2 separate regions of the Sus scrofa genome follow, and region 2 is linked to region 1. The links are chromatin contacts, called in public Hi-C maps. All regions are on one chromosome and are shown on one strand. The core of a region is the stretch at or near the end of the contact, and the rest is flanking DNA. Distances in the headings are between cores, read along the strand shown. Region 1 has its middle 78 kb from the start of TRPA1. Region 2 holds the start of MSC (musculin).

Region 1 (2,558 bases), core at 39-2,538:
AGTAGAATTTTAGCATCTTGGACCATCAGAGCTGAAAGGGACCTTAATATTCACATGGTCCAACTCCATCCATTTTCAGGCGAAGTAACTAAGATCCAGAGAAATTTAGTAACTTGCCCCAAGTCACTGAGCCGTGTTTAGCGAAGGTGTTGTAAATAGAACCTGGGTATCCTGGCCTATGGAGTTTTTTCTTTTTAACCTTATAGGCAGGAGGTACTGAACAACCAGTTCCTATCATGGAGCAGCAGAAAGGAATCAGACTAGGAACCATGAGGTTGCGGGTTTGATCCCCCGCCTTGCTCAGTGGATTAAGGATCCAGTGTCGCCTTGAGCTGAGGTGGTGAGCTGTGGTGTAGGTGGCAGAAGGGGCCCCAGAGCTGGCATTGCTGTGGTGTAGGCCAACAGCTGTAGCTCCGATTAGATCCCTAGCCTGGAAACCTCCATAGGCCATGGGTGCAGTCCTAAGAAGACAAAAGAGTTTAAAAAAAAAAAAAAAAAAAAAAAAAAAAAGAAGAAGTAAGTTCTCTCCAGGCTGGGGTCCTGGGCTGGCAGAAACCTCCTGCCTAAGGTAGGGTCACTTCTCTCAGTCGCCTTCCAAGGCTTTGAAGCCAGCCCAGGGGGATGGCACGGAAGTCCTGAGCAGGCTCTGCCCACCGCAGGTAGGGTTTGGATGGGCAGACAGGTGGGGTACAAAGGACAGTTTCCTTTCAAGCCGCTGAAGCAATTCCCCTCCAACTGCGAAGAATGAGTGCAGGTCCCTGAAGGTCGCTGCCTTCTGGAGGAAAGGGATGTCCCTAATCCTAAACGTAGAGGGGGACAGAAGTCTGGGACTCCATCTGTGAAACGGCGCCCACGGAAGCCTGTCACCACCCACATCCGGGGGCGACCCGTGGCCGCTCAGGTGGCTTCGCAGATGGCCCGGGAGACAGCGCTGGGGGACGAGCGTCCAGCGGTGCCCACGCTCTCTGCCCGCCTCCGCTGCATGCGAGCCGCGCAAGCCACCTCCGTTCCGGTCCCGGGTGACGCCGGCCCAGCGCCCCTTCCGGAGCCGGATGCCCCGTGGCTCCTTGTCCCTCCCCTTCCCGGGTCCCCGCCGCCCTGCGGGGGAAGAGGCAGGCAGGCTCCCCAGTTGTCAGGGAGCAGGGCTGCCAGCCTGGACTCCCTTGACTCTCGGAGACAACATGTAAGAGCGGAGAGTTCGCAGGACTCTAAGAGAGGGTGGCGGTGGCGGTTTGAGGGTCACTCACTGGCGAGCCGGCAGGGCTGCGGAAGGCTGGAGCCCTGGAACCAGGAACTGCGTGGATGGGCTCTGCTCTGCTTCCTTCCAGCCCCAGCTCATCTCGGTCTTACATAAATATACTCGCTCTCAGAAACTTTGGAGCCACGGCTGGTCTGTTGCTCAAAGCAAAAGCGTTTTTTTGTTTGTTTGTTTGTTTGTTTGTGTTTTTTAAGTTAAAGGCTTCCTAAGCCTAAGAAATCTGCAAGATTGAAGGAACTAAGACCTTTGTGGGAATTTCTTTTAATCGCACACCGTCCACGAGTAATCATTAGTAAGCAGGAAGTATTTGTGGGCATCTGTAGGTGTCAGGACGGCCCTAAGCAGGGAGGTGACCTTGGTGAGTAAGACAGATGTGGTTTCTTCACTCATGGAGCTAAAAGTTTAGAAAAAAAGACAGATCTGGGGAGAAAAGGTGTAGTTCCACGATGACATGCTTCCATTGGAGATGACTTGGAGTGGAGGGTGGGAGGCTGCTGATACTGGCTTCCCACAGTCAACTGTCAAATCTTCAGGAATTTTGTCAGCTGTATGTGAAACACAGCCCTGCTTGAAAGCAGCTAAGGTGAAGTACTTAGGCCACTGAAATTGGCAAAAGTCACGAACTAGCCCTTCCCCCAGAACCACATTTATTAACCATTTACCCGCACACTTTTGGAGATAAGTGTTCTATCTCTTGGGATAGAGTGCCAACTGTCCACCTGCCGCTAAGCAGGTTTCTATGAGAGGAGAGCGGAGAAGCACGCCAAGGCATTAGACAAGGGTAGTGTAACCACCAATGGCTGGTGTTTCCTTCTCTCCATTAGTAACCAGATGCAGGAAGGACTATTTCCTAGGCCACCTGTACCAAAGAGATGGCCAGGTAGTGGTGGTGGGGGCACCCACTCGTGGTACAGCATATTTTCTGAGCAGAAACATTTGAATTGTGGAGGTTTGATGGTGTCAAGTCGCTATCCCAAAATGCACTTCCAAACTTTAGATATACATAAGCCTTCCACTATCAGGATTTTGTCTGGTCAACATACCTCCTGTTCTATCCAAAACTTCACATTTTCAATTGGCTTGCTTTATCCACATAAATAAATATTATTTTAAAGGAAACTTTAAACACTATCACTGATAAATATCGATAGAGTTTTAATAAATAGAAAGTGATAATAAAAATAAATGTAATGAAAACAAAACAATGCTATTAAATTGAAGCTCTAAGCTTGAGATCTGCTCAAAGATCACTAGGTATACAAGATGCACTCGTACCACTTGGCAACATTCCTGGAGATCA
Region 2 (2,558 bases), core at 32-2,531, 140 kb after region 1:
TCTCCCTAAGCTTTGCTCAGCTTGGGAGGCTCAGCTTGGGCTTTTAGGGAAAGCACAGGTAAACACCTAATTCAGGTATGAAGACTGTTTCCTCAGTGTAGGACGGAGCAACTAACCAGATCCCAAGCTCCTAGAATTATTTAATCATGTTGTGTTGTTTTAGGTTTGTTCGTTTTACTCAGTGGGCAGTCACAGGACATCTAGTCCAGTGTCAGGCAACAGCTGGCACTGGTGTCCACTTCCAAAACGAAGCACACCTCTCCAGGCCACGTATTACAGAGGCCCTTGTAGTTAGAAAATGAGACCTCAGTTATGTTTTGTCTCATTTGAGGGAAGGGGCATACTTCTGGGTGCTGTTTTGTCATTTTTTAAAACTTTGGATGATTTGCTGACTTAGCATTCTGCATCCGGGAAGCTCTCTTCAACACACTATCTAAAATAGCAATCGATTCCCTAGCTAATAACTCAAAAGAGCTGGGACAGGATCCTCTATCTTACACACTGTGGTATTAAAACAAAATTAATGCACAGAACTCTCAAGACAGCAGAAAACAGCAGATCTGTGCTGTGTGGATGGGAGGCAAGTAGCGACTGCAATATCGAGGGGCCAGGATGCTTCTGGGCCCATAGGCTACTTACCAGCCTGTTGATTTGGGGTCCTTTACTTAATATCTATCCGGGCTGCTGAGCTTCAGGTTCTGCAAAGTGGGGACAATAACATTTAAGTCACAGATGTTTGAAAATGAAACGAAGCAACGTAGACGAAAGTGCTTCGTAAACCATGAAGGGACGCTAAAGAAAAAGAGGCGAGGACAATGAGAGGTAGTTCGAGGATTGTTCGGGTGTCGCCTGTTTGGCTTCTGCTCTTTTGTCGGGGCCAGGCTTGGATAAGCAGTCGTACATTACGAATGATGAACTTGGAAAACACAGTTCTGCTGAAAAGACTTGGGAAAGAAGCAGAGAGGTCGCGATCCTGGGGTTTCCAAGTGTCTGACAATCTTCGCCAGCGCAAAGATCAGTTGGGGGTGGAAGTGGGGTGGATATGAACAAGGTCCCCTCCTTTGCTCATCCTGCGCACACTCAACTCGAACTGACGGATCCTGGTCGGTGGGGCCCAGGGGCCCAAAAGGCTCAGCGAAGACTTCCCCTTCCCCTCCCCCACCAGCAGATCCTCCACACTCGGAAAAGCGGTCCCCACCCCTTCCACGCCCCCGCCCCACCTCTTGTCCCCCCTCTCCAACCCCCTCTTTTTTTGCCGGGGGTGGTTTGTTCCGAGGAGTACAGATAAATAGTCCTGTCAAAAGGCGCAGCGCGGTGGTGCGCGCCGAGCAGGGGCCAGGGCGCCGACTTCGCCGCCGCCCTCTCTGGGGTCAGCGGCGGGGCTCGCTCTCGCGGCTACGCGCTTCCCGACCCGGTTTCTAGTTCTCTCCAGAGTTCAGCCTGACCCCCGCCTCCGCGAGGGAGCGGAAGGCGGACACCGCGAGACTGGCCTGGGGGAGGAAGGCGGGGGCGTTCGGGACTCAGCGATGTCCACCGGCTCGGTGAGCGACCCCGAGGAGATGGAGCTGCGGGGGCTGCAGCGGGGGTACCCGGTCCCCGCCTCCAAGAGGCTGCCCCTCCGGGGCGCGGAGCGCAGCTACATCTCGCCCAGTGACAACTCATCGGCAGAGGAGGAAGACCCCGACGGCGAAGAGGAGCGCTGTGCGCTGGGCGCGGCGGGCGGCGCCGGAGGCTGCAAGAGGAAGCGGCCCCGTGTGGCGGGGGGAGGCGGCGGCGGCGGCGGCAAGAAGCCCCTCCCGCCCAAGGGCTCGGCCGCCGAGTGCAAGCAGTCGCAGAGGAACGCGGCCAACGCCCGCGAGCGCGCCCGGATGCGCGTTCTAAGCAAAGCCTTTTCCAGGCTCAAGACCAGCCTGCCCTGGGTGCCCCCCGACACCAAGCTTTCCAAGCTGGACACGCTCCGGCTGGCTTCCAGTTACATCGCGCACCTGCGGCAGCTGTTGCAGGAGGACCGCTACGAGAACGGCTACGTCCACCCGGTGAACCTGGTAGGGGAGCCTCGCGTGAGGCCCGTGGCTAGCAGCCGAGAGATGCCCAGTGAGCTCCCAGGCTCGGGCAGTGTCTGGCCTCTGGGAAAAATCCGAAGGCGGTCGTGGGGGAGATCTGGTATGGGTGGTGGGGAGGCCAGTTTAGTTTCTCCCAAATCGCAGGAGGGACCAGCCATTTTCCTGGAGGAGAACCATCCACCCTCCTGTGCTTGCATCATTCTGATGATTGTTAAGTGGTGCTTTGCCCAGTGACAGCTGTTGGCTAATATCCTGCTTCCGGGGTGAACCAATTCCATCTGAGTCCGCTATCCCGTTGCAGATTGAAAGGCAAATCTCGCTTTCCAAACTTCCAGTTAAGAGTCTGACAGGTTTGAATCAACCAGCCCTGCTTTCTGAAAGGAAAGAGGGAAGGGCGAGCTCTTTTTAAAAGTCATTGGATTTTTCAATTATTGAAGAATAGCAGAGGTTTCCCCACAAGGGATTTGTCTGGAAAGTCCCTCTCCGACCTGCCAA

The links. Hi-C and Micro-C count contacts between places; a contact is called where the count stands out from the background.
Region 2: a contact with region 1 is called in a Hi-C map of embryonic fibroblasts, with 2.5 times the contacts expected there. The contact joins the promoter of MSC here to the enhancer-like site in region 1. A contact is called at or near these places in 1 of 5 promoter capture datasets (liver), 25 of 47 Hi-C or Micro-C datasets (adipose tissue, alveolar macrophages, blood and 16 more) and 1 of 2 datasets of contacts at active chromatin or transcription factors (skeletal muscle).

The regions. Positions count from the first base shown.
Region 1 is chr4:63,569,948-63,572,505 of Sscrofa11.1, forward strand. No RefSeq gene overlaps it. Among named protein-coding and RNA genes, the nearest start is that of TRPA1, 78 kb to the left of the region's middle. Within about 2 kb of position 1,289, at least 49 of the 83 cell types and tissues checked have an H3K27ac peak or open chromatin away from gene starts, as enhancers often do. A contact at or near this core is called in adipose tissue, brain, embryonic fibroblasts and 7 more, where this site is marked.
Region 2 is chr4:63,708,519-63,711,076 of Sscrofa11.1, forward strand. It overlaps MSC (musculin), which reads left to right and starts at 1,282. Exons shown (of 2, transcript XM_003125595.4): 1 at 1,282-2,045. The coding sequence starts at 1,527.